Linked DNA regions of Mus musculus: region 2 is linked to region 1. A link is a contact called in public Hi-C data. All regions are on one chromosome and are shown on one strand. Each heading gives the region's core, a stretch centred on a gene start, on an enhancer-like site or on the middle of the called end of the contact. The rest is flanking DNA. Distances are from core to core; before and after follow the strand shown. Region 1 overlaps Otud3 (OTU domain containing 3). Region 2 overlaps Capzb (capping protein (actin filament) muscle Z-line, beta).

Evidence for each region. A called contact is a pair of places that touch in the nucleus more often than the background predicts.
Region 2: a Hi-C map of embryonic stem cells shows a contact between it and region 1, with 5 times the contacts expected there. The contact joins two enhancer-like sites. A contact is called at or near these places in 1 of 484 Hi-C or Micro-C datasets (embryonic stem cells) and 1 of 9 other capture datasets (adipose tissue).

What each region holds. Positions count from the first base shown.
Region 1 is chr4:138,887,242-138,892,791 of GRCm38.p6, reverse strand. It overlaps Otud3 (OTU domain containing 3), which reads left to right. Exons shown (of 8, transcript NM_028453.2): 8 at 1-1,729. Among named protein-coding and RNA genes, the nearest start is that of Pla2g2e, 12 kb to the right of the region's middle. Within about 2 kb of position 2,916, at least 13 of the 459 cell types and tissues checked have an H3K27ac peak or open chromatin away from gene starts, as enhancers often do. A contact at or near this core is called in embryonic stem cells, where this site is marked.
Region 2 is chr4:139,229,981-139,235,530 of GRCm38.p6, reverse strand. All of the region lies in intron 1 of Capzb (capping protein (actin filament) muscle Z-line, beta), which reads right to left. Among named protein-coding and RNA genes, the nearest start is that of Capzb, 40 kb to the right of the region's middle. Within about 2 kb of position 2,845, at least 131 of the 459 cell types and tissues checked have an H3K27ac peak or open chromatin away from gene starts, as enhancers often do. A contact at or near this core is called in embryonic stem cells, where this site is marked.

The DNA of each region.
Region 1 (5,550 bases), core at 1,667-4,166:
CTGTGCACTGCGGCCCAGAGTGAGCTCCCCCCCCCCCCCAGTCTCTCATGTTCTGAGGAATTACTGTCTGCCTGGGTTTTACCAGGATAACATAGAGTGCCCTTATTTTACCTCTGAAACAATCAGCTCGGGCATCCAGCTGGGTAGAGGAAACCCGAATCCCCAGGCAGAGGGTGTGAGCAAAGCCAGGAGGCACCTCCCAGAGCCGTGGCCTTCATGGCCCTCCTGGACCCGTCTCCAGCCCCAGCATCAGCTTCTTACCTCTAGGCCCAGGTCAGGTGCAGGGCTTCAGTTGTCTCTCTCAGGTTGGGGAGTGCTCACACAGTGCTGTCCCGAGCAGACCAGACCCAGAGGCACCGTCCTTGTTGTTGTTGTTGTTGTTTCTCTGTGTAGCCCTGTCTGTCCTGGAACTCGCTCTGTAGACCAGGCTATCCTCAAACTCAGAGATCCGCCTGCCTCTGCCTCTTGTGAGCGCCAGGATCAAAGGTGTGCATGGGTTACCACGCCTGGCCCCAAGAGGCACTTTGACAGGAACGTCCCCCACGTCCTTACACGTCCGCTGTTCCACCACCATCCTTGTGTGTGCTAAGGTTCTAACAGTTGACTGCTGGGCCCAGTTGGTGGTTTCTGCTGAGGGGAGGAAGGGAGGGAGGGAGGGAGAGAGGCAACCAGTGTCCCTTTGTTGTAAGTGGGAGCGCAATGTGTGACTCCCTGCACTTTGAGGCTGGGCTCAGAGAGCTCTGTCCCAGGTCAAGTTCTGACAGTTCATTCAGTCTGTTTCTCTCTAGAGTCTCAGTTCAGTAAGTCAGTTGAAATGGTGACTCTCCTCACAGTTACTGGAGAAGGCTGGTAGCCGTGCGGAGGATGCTGTCCCTGCATACAGTTGCACACTTGCACAATGAGTTTATGGTAAGCGGGGCGTACCTGCAGGCCAGGGCTCCTTTGCTGCGTCCCGAACATAGGAGGAACCTTTGGGTCTGGCTCTGAGCCTGCACATGAGCATCCTGCAGGCCCCTGTTTCAGCACCAGGGCAGTCACTGAAGTTCTTCAGCCCTCTGACAGAGCTCTGTTGAAACCTGAGCCCTGCTGAGGTGGGGCTCTTCTTGTCTTCCTGTTCTTGGGGGCTCATTTTTTCCATAGCGGCCTCCCTACCAGCATCCCTTACTAGCACTAAGCTCAGGGAAGGGAGACGAGCCTGCAGTCAGGCTCAGCACCCCACACCCCGCTCCCTTCCTGGTCACAGGGATGGATGGATGGATGGATGGATGGATGGATGGATGGATGGATGGATGGATGGATGGATGGATGGATGGATGGAGTGAGTGCCCATCCCCCCAGGAAGAGGGCCAGTGTGTCTGCCTTCTCTCTTTTCCTAATTGCACTATGCTTGTTCTGGCTTCAGTCTAGAGGTGTCTGAGGTCTCCATGGGATCATGACCCTTAGACTCAGCAAGTCTGCCTTAGCTCTAGAGCGTAGTGGTGAGGAATCACCATTTCCTGGTGTCTCGAGCCCATTTCCCTCAGGCCATCTCTCTCCACAGCGTGCGTTCATCTGAATCATTTACTCTTTATTTTCTGAAGTACTGTACTTGGCTATCTGCACTGTTTTAAGAACCAAATGTTTTTGTGTTTTTAATCCTCAACACTTGGTGCAATAGAAGCCGCAAAGACGTGCCACTTTATCTCTGGAACTGATTTTGTATACCAATAAATTCTAGTTTAAAAGCAAAGTTCAGGTCAGCTTGTTGACTGTTTTCTTCGCTTGGGTGAGAGGGGCTAAGAAAGCATGCTGGGAAATCCCTTCCCCCAGCTGGGCAGCCATTTTGGATCTAGCAGAGGTAGGATGGATACAGGGGAGTATGGCCGTCTCATGGCCGGGCAGATTGTTGTCAAGACCTACCCAGCACCTCATTACGTGTCTGACGATGTATATGTCAGCTGCCACCCTTGAGAATTACCTTCTTCAGGACACCACCAGCGTGCCTTCCTCTCGTAATGCCCCTTGGCCTTGAGCAGCAGAATTCATAGATTTCCCTGCTCTGACCCAGGTTTGCTTGGGCTGCTTGGAAAATGGATGCTCTTCGACTGCAGTGGTGCACTCTGACTACACTGATGCGCTCCAAGGACCTGTGGTTGCAGAGGATGGAAACTGGTCCAGCCGCTTCAGAGATTCTAGCTTTGCACTTTGAAACTGGCCAGACTCTGTGGCAGAGGGATCTGGGTATTACTTGTATCCAGTTTATTCACTCACCCAAACATCTGTTAACTACCGACTTTTGGGTCTCTGGAAACAGCTGGGACCCTGTTTGCTAAAGGCGTCCAGTGTAGGGATGAACGCAGACTCATAGCAATGAGCCCAGAGGACTCGTGGAGAGGCAGCACTGTGGGCTGTGCACTTGCCTTGCACCCACGCACGAGTCTCTTAAGTTCCATCCCTAGTACCATATAAATGTCACAGAGGTGCACGCATAGCAAGCCCAGGAGAGTCAGAAGTTCAAGGTCGTTCTTGGCTATATTGCAAATTTGAGGTCTGCCTGGGCTACAGTGAGACCCTGTCTCAAAAACAACAACCAAGGAGCCCAAACACAAATAGACCTAAAGAAAGGCGGAGCCGATGGCTCAGGAATTCAGAGAAACCAAGCGAAGCTTAGTGGTCTGTGCGTGAGAGGGGAGGTAGGCATGGAGCTAGGGAAGGACCAGTGTGAGCAAAGCCCCTCAGAGAAAAGCCTTGGCTTTAGGGTGGAGTATGCCTAGAATACTCAAGTTGGGAGGGAGGCTGGAAACACTTCATCACAGCTCCCCAGAGGAGCAATGCTGTTCTTCCCCCAGTGAGGTCTAGACGCAAAGCACACTTAGTCCAGCTGGGCTGGGTGTTGGGTGTGTGGACTTGGCTCTACTGCCTTGTGTTCTAAGGACACGGCACTAGCAGCCCTCCAGAAGAACTTCCGCAGCATCTCTGCTGACAGCTTCACTTGTTTACCTCTGGGGACATCAGCTTGCATTTAAGGCTAATGACTCAGATGGGGCGACTCTCAGATGGGCGTCCACTTAAGCTCTTGCTCCCATGGTGGGAAGCCAAGGGGGCTGGTCGAACGAACCAGTGTACTGTTTACCAACTGTGTATGGCACCCTTTCCACAGATAGTTCCAACGGAAGCAGGCATTTGGAAACTGCCTTTGCTAAGAGGCGCTGACTCCGAACGTGAGCTCACAGGCAGCAGAAAAGCTGGCGTCCTTGCCTTCATTTGTTGTCCGTCTCCTTTCTGCTGGCTCAGACTCTGACTGCCCTGGCCACTCAGGTTCTAAGGCGCATTAGTCTCTCTAAGCCCTTCAAGACGGAAAACACAAAAAGCCATTGTCTTAAACCTGCAGTCAGTCAGTCACCTTGGACTCCAGGAAGAGAAATCCTGCAGGATGAACAGCCCACAGCGGGGAGGGTGATTGTGTCTGCAGAGGCTGCAGCCTGGGGCTGATCATCCTGTAAAAAACTAGATTGGACCCTTGGCGAGGGCTGGAATGAACAGATCTAACAATTCAGGGCCAGACCCGAGGCAGTGATGGGCAGGAGCAGTTCATTAACCAGGATTACCTACACATGCCTCTTGCCCTCAGTTTCCTACTGTCTAAAGCTCTTATCCATACCCCCAGACCAACTTGGAATCATTAGACCGCCACTTCGTTTCTCCTCCTTGCCTGCTGTCCAAACCTCTTTTTGCTTTTTAAGACAGGTTCTCTTGTAACCCAGACTGGCTTCCAGCTCACTGTGTAGCCGAGGATGACCTTGAACTCTTGGCCCTCCTGCCTCCATCTTCTGAGCTTCAGAAATAACAGTCCTGTTGTACCATATCCAATTTATTCAATGCAGGAATTGAACCCAGGATTTCCTGTATGCTAGGCAAGCACTCTACCAATAGAGCTTCATTGCTTTCAGAATTCTCTCTCTTTATTAATTATTTTTTAAAGATTTATTCATTTATTTTATGTATTTGAGTACACCATTGCTCTCTTCAGACACACGAGAAGGGGGCATCGGATCCCATTACAGATGGTTGTGAGCCACCATGTGGTTGCTGGGAATTGAACTCAGGACCTCTGGAAGAGCAGTCAATGCTCTTAACCCCTGAGCCATCTCTCCAGCCCTCCTGTCTCTTTAATTAGGATACTGGACTGAGTGGCCGAGCCTAGCCTGTGGAGCTGCTAGAGCCAGAGCTTTTGCCCCAAACTCCAGGTATATCACACACCCCCAGAATCAACTGGACAGATACTGTAGCCTCACTGGCATGATGAACAGAGTAGATAAAGCAGATATACAAGAAGTAATTGAGTGTGGATGGAGTGTCCATAATGCCCCAGGCCCTTATTTAAAACTTAACCCTGCCGGGGAGGCTGATGGATCTGCCCATTATCATCAGGCCCTTCAGTTAATTCGGACATCTACTCGTTTATTAAGCAATCTGCATAATGGGGGCACTCTGCATATCACTTTTGACAGCACAGAACACGGAATAGGCTGGTCCCAGATCAAAGATGGCAGCAGGGGCAGGATGCAGAGCCATGAACAGACCCACATAGCTGGGGAAGGCAGCACTAGGAGAGACCCAGACAGAGCTCTGCAGTTTGACCAAGGCTGACACCCACTGGGGTTTGGAAAGGTGGAACTTGGGATGCTTTTGGAATACACGGGCTATTAGGATGAGGAGCTGTGGCTGAGGGGAGACTACAGGCCAGCAGTGGGGACATTCTGGGGACAGAGAAGGTGACTGTGAGAGGAAGCAGAGCCACCACTGCTTGGCAGGGGTGAGCTTTGTTAGGACAAAAAGGCCTCAGGACCATGGCTGGGCCTTGAGTGGGAGAGCATGAAAGAGGAACAATAGATGAAAATCAGCTTAGCACATAGGCCTTAAAGGAGTGGGGGTGCTTTCCTTTCAAACTCAGAGAGGAGTCTCCTCAAAAGCTTAGAATAAGGGAAGGGAGAGAGCAGCCATGGACAGGATCAGGCTGGGCACGGGTCAGAGAAATCCCAGGAACAAATGAGCTACGTGAATTGTATAAGTTTTCAGGGACTGGCAGGAGGTTTTACATGGCACGAGTTAGTCTGGGATAGCCTGTATGTTTTACAGGGAGAGCCTACACGATATATGGGCATAGCCTACATGACTGGAGTATGGAGGAGCTAGGTTCGGGAAGGACCATAAATGAGGGGCTGTCGCAGCCATCACGCAGATCAGCTTCTTAACTCTTGCTGCAGTGGGGTTTGTCCTCTTAGAGTGACTGCTGTCTTAAAATGACAAGCCTGTGATCTAACAGTACCGCCTTGAATGCCAAGGGTCAGTGGACAATAGTGGACAATGGATGATTTGTGGAGAACCTAGGAGTGACACAGTAGAAGTCAAGGAAAGTATCAGCAGATGAAGACGGTGTGGAGAATGGGGTTGTCTGCTGCCAGCTGACCACAGCTTGCTTTTCTCTCTCTCTACAGCATCATGGGAAGGAAGAATAAACATTCATGGAAGTATTAAGCCTTCTAGTCATGACCGCCAGGAACCCCAGAG
Region 2 (5,550 bases), core at 1,596-4,095, 340 kb before region 1:
GGTCCCCTGTGGACAACCCAGGAGACACCCCCACTTTCATGAGGTCCAGAAACAAGTATGGATGAACTTGTCTGCTATCTATGGATGCACGTGCACCTCAAACTAGTACAGCAGCCTAAGAAGACTGAATACAGAACTCATAACCATGGAAGACTTACACAGGCACCAGGAAACAGAAGACAGTATTGTCTGGGTCTTGTAAGACACACTGAGAAGCTTCAAACTGTGTTAATCTGTTATTTACGTAGTCAGCAGACAGGCAGACAGGCAGGCAGGCATACATACATACATACATACATACACACACACATACATATTTATTTTATGTGTATGAATATATTGCCTGCATGTATGTCTATGTCCATGCCTGGTGCCAATGAATGCCAGAAGAGGGCATCAGATCCCATAGAACTGGAGTTACAGATAGTTGTAAGTCACCTTGCAGGTTCTGGGACTAGAACCTAGGTCTTCTGAAGAGCAACAAGTGCTCTTAATTGCTAAGCCAGCTCTCTAGCCCCATAAATAAAGCACTAGGAAGAAAGACCACAGGAGCAAGTGAAGACGGGGTGCAGCAGAGGAGGAGGTCTTTCCTGTGGCTAGATGTCTGTGAGACTTCAATCTGTGCCTGGTTGTGGCCTGTATACCCTCGGAGATGCTTCCTAAATGGACACTTCCTTCCTCCCCTGAAGAGCAGATGCATAGCTGGGTCCCTCTGCCCTGCTTATCTATAAAACCACCCTTCTGGATTCACTAGTCAATAACTGGGCATGGAGTGCCAACCTTGGGCCAGGCCCTGAACTTGGCCTGAGGCATGAACACATGACAGGGACACAGCAGTTTACCTTTGGTCCTGTACCCATCTTCTTAGGCTGCCCTTCCCCAAAATTACTTCTTATTCTGCAAACTGTAAGCCCTTGACTAAAATGGCTTCTTGCAAGTGCCCTCCTTCAGAAAGCCAGCTTTCTGGACTTTCCCTCCCACCACACTGGTGGTCATGGGATGGGATGAAAATTAAGTAGCCAAAGAAAGGCCATTCCACCGCACCTTCCACAGCTCTCTGCCCATTCAATTAGTCATTCAAAAATTATTTATTGTTGCCTAGGTAACCAGCTCTGTTTTTGATGCTCAATAGTGAATACAAAGTCCCTGGTCTTTACAGAGCTTACAGTGCAGGGGAAAAAAAATTAAAATCAATTAGGAAAAAAACCGCAGTGGGACAAGAGCGGAGGGCATGAAAGGATACGGGTGCTGGCTTCTGAAGTCCATCAGCCAAGGCAGGAGGGGTGGCTTCTGCTAGCTTCCCCATAACTTTAAAAAAGTCACAAAAGTGCCTAAATCACCTGGCAACAAGTAAAATACTGTCCACTAAGTGAGAACTAAGAGGCAAACCAAATGCCACAGGAGAGAGTACAAGGGCCCGAGTGTCATCCAGTCTTCTGCACACAGCCCAACCTGCCCTGCTAAATACAGAGACAAAGTTCCTGGGGAAATCATGAGCAAAGTAAACACCATCAGTTCCCGAGCAAGGCAGGCACACCAAGAGCCAGGCACACGCTGGCCTGTGATAAGCCCCCGCTGTACACTGCACACACACACTCCCCCAGCAATGATAAAGCTGGACAGAAAGCTCAGAGGACTACTATAGCCAAAGGACTCCCAGGGACATGTGAGTGTGTGTGTGTGTGTGTGTGTGTGTGTGTGTGAGTCTGTACCTGAGGCATCCCTTAGGGGCCCTGCAGGGTCACAGTGCACCTCCACAGTCTAAAAGGAAGAGAAGGGCTGATGATGAGACCGTATGCTGCGCCTTGAGGGCCAGCACAGCACAGAGATGGGATGAGCGCTGGTCTCGAGTAGGAGGTGACTGGGCCTTGTAATGAGTGACCGGTACTCACAGGCAGCTCACTTAGCGTGGACCAGGCTTAGAGCCCCATCACCCCATCACTGTGGCTCTTGTCTCTTGTCAGGGGGAAGGCATGTGGTTGTGTGCTGTCTTCTCTGGACTCTGTAAAATCCACTGCCCTGTGTAGGAAGAGCTCAGAGGGATGGCACCGACCTGTATCACAGGAGACTGATTTCCCAAAGCCAGCCCTAACTCGGCACTCTGCCCTATCCAGCACGCCTGGTCAGTCTCTCTCTGCCACTGGACTCACATGTGTCCACAGCCCTTTCTTCTCAGAAGTGGGGTACGTCTTGTGACTACTTTGGCAATCCTACAGCAAGCCTGACCTTGAGTGACTTCTGAGGATAGATGAGACTGGCAGCTTCTCTCCACAGGAAAAGCAGCTCAGACCTTCTAAGACAGATAGGCCCCTAAGCCCTGGCAGTACGTCTGGCTTCCGCTGACGACACCAATACATGCCCCTGAGTCAGAATGGCCTGGCCAGGGTGTCCCCAAGCCGGGCCAGGGTGTCCCTAAGCCGATGACCACAGAAGCCACTCTGGAGGAACTTTGGAGACACTAGGGAATCTTGGGTAACCTTGTTGGATGGCAGTAGCACACAGTTTCTTGCAATGACCACTGGGGGGCAGTCTCACTAGATGAGCCTTGGGCAGAAGAGACCATCAAGGGACCTTCTCGGGCATGCTCAGAAGGCTGCAGAGTCAGTAGTTAATGGGCAGAACAGACAGGAGGGGAGTTGAAAAGCTCAGAGTGCATGCAGTCTGGGCATCCTTTGAAACATGGTGTATCTAACTCCAGGGAGAACCAGGAGCCCACACTACTAGGACTTCCAGGCGGAAGTGGGGCCTGGTTCTCCTGACTGGTTGGGCAGATCTGGACTCTGGTGGCATCTGCATATAAACAGAGCCCGCAGAGCTAGTTTACATTCCAGAGGGGTTTAGTGAATACTCACTTCAGACTGCACAGGGTGAGCTGCTGGCGCCTGGAGGCTGGGCTGACTCACCACAGACTTGTGGTGTCCCACTTGACCAGGACTGGCCTCCAGGATGGTCTTGTGACCCAACAAGCATTGTTTAGCAGAATCTGTTTTTTGCCTTGGAACACAGAACAGTTTGTGCTGGGGGCTATTTGGGAGAGAATGAAGGGCAAACCCAGCCTCCATGTCAGGTCACTCAGGAAAAACGCGCATTTTGGTTGAATAAAATGAAAAGTGATTTTTCTACTGAATAACTGTCCCTGGGAGGCACACTGATGACAGTGGCCCAGACACAGTGAATCCTCAGGGTGGCATTTGTTTCCATGGAAAATCTACTGAGGAAACAAAACAACATCTACTTGGGCAGAAGGTCCCTGAAACTTGTCATGGATGGGTCAGTGACATCTTTTGAAACAGACTAAATCAACATCATGTGACACACCAGGAACCATTTAGCACTGTCTTGGATCATGCAGATGTCTCTAGAAGATGGTAATCTCTCAGGAAGAAAGGAGCTCAGGTCCCTGAATGGCCTGCCACCTCATGTGCAAGAAATAATTCCCTGCTTTACCTTGGCTCTAGAAAGAACGAACCCTTTAAAGCAAGCAGCATGATGCAGAAGCAATGCCATTTTGACAGTGCCTCCTTCTCACACTGCAGAACTCTTAGCGAGGCATAAGGACATGGCTTCTCTGCCAGGACACGCTCTGGGCAGTCCAGGGCCCATTCTTCCTGGTTCCTGTCTAACTTGACACAGGCTTTCCATGTGGGCTGCCAACGGTCTCTAGGAAGCAGGGGTGTCACTTCAGGTGCCAAGTCACTCTGCATCAACTAAGGAGGATAGACTTGAAAGCCAACATCTGCTGCACACAACCCCCTTACTGTGTGCCATCGGGCAATGGTTCCCTAACGCTGCAGTGAGATGAGGGACAGAAGGACAAGGACAGACTAAGTCCACAGGTGCTGTCAAGAGGTCCTCCCGGAGCACCTTGCAGCCTGCTCTCTGATGCCTTCTCATCCAATGTCCCACAGAGGTTGCAGCTGAGAACAGCCAACTACTTGAACCATCTCCCTATTTCCTGATGTCTCCAAACCCACCTGAGGTTATCAAAACCACACCAATGTGACAGGCTTAGAAGAGTCCCATGATGCCTAGACATGTGACCCAACAGTGGGAATTTCCATGTGCTTCTCCCAGAGGAAACTTAGCAACCTGCACGCAGCTCCTGTCTAGCTCTCTAGCCACCATAGATGGATGGACTGACTTTCCCTGACACAGCCCGTGGGAACCAAAGCCTCCGAGCGAGTCACCCTCAGCTGTGCGTCTGTCTGCAGCGTCAGCTCCCACCTGCAAAACTCAGGGTCATTTCTCCGTGGAGCCTGGAATTCACTCTGTGAGGCTGGTGGAAAGGCAGAGTTCTCTGAAAGGAACAGGTTTCCGGCATCTCCAGGAGGCAGAAACACTCCATGAGTTCCAAGACAGCCTGGTCTACAGAGTGAGTTCCAGGACACAGAGAAACTTTGTCTTAAAATTCAAAACAAAACAAAACAAAAAAGGCCAACTCAATGAGCAAACCAATTCCAAAAGAAAAGGGAAGTAAGTAGCGTTGCCTCTGCTGCTGAGCACTGAGCACTGAGGAGTACTGAGCACTGAGGAGCACTGAGCACTCAGGCTCATGTCCTGGGGAAAGGGTGCCGGCTTCACAGGTGAGTGAAGGCAGTCAGGAAACTCAGGCCTCTTGGCCTGGAGCCAGAGCACTGTGACACTGAGACAGACTGGCCTCCACGCCCAAGACCACTAACCAACAGTATCCAGTCTAATAGTCACTTCCTGTAGCAGCCTGCTGGCACAGAGAATTAATTAGCAACAGTGAAGGTCTTCTCCTGGGAGGGGGGGGGCAATTCCACCACCAATCTGTCTCCTTAGATTACAACCACAGTCTCACACACCACTGACAGGTGATTTCTTAAAAACACTAAAGCGTTTTGGAAACTGTGTCTCTGGATGAGGGTTTCCTGGCCCCTTTAGAAGAGTCCACAGGGCGCCATCACCTATGGTCTGTTCATTAATGGTTCGCAGATGTCTCTAGCTTCTGCCTCTGTACGATCCTGGCTGGTTTCATGTAACCAGCGACTAATCCCTCCACTTTGTCAACTGGCAGCTAGACACATAATTAGGGGCAATCCCAAGATGTCTTCAATAGATGGCATGTGTGCTGTGCACATCCACTTCTATGGTACGGGAAACTCAAACGGACTCTGCGCAAAGGCTAGGCAATTAATCCAGAGTGTCCCTGTATTCCAAACCTGGAAGAAAATTGTTTGGACAACAGTCCGCACGTGCACTGGCTGAGAGAAGTCAACTCCTTTTGTAGCAGCGGCAGCCGACTGACAAGAACCTGCTCTTAAACACATCCATGAGCTAGCCTGGATGCAATTCGTAGTATTTGGATATTTTTTAACATAATACATTGTACATAATATTTACCCCAATAAAGTACTTGTACCGAGTTCAAAGGTGGGGGTGGGAATATGACAGATCAGTTCCCATCAGCCAACAGCACAAATACTCCCAAAGCAGCAATATATGAAGAATGGGGGGGGGGGGCGGGGAGGTCTCCATCAACCCCAAGCATTTTACTTACAAGGAGAACAGGGCTGTTTCTTGATTTAG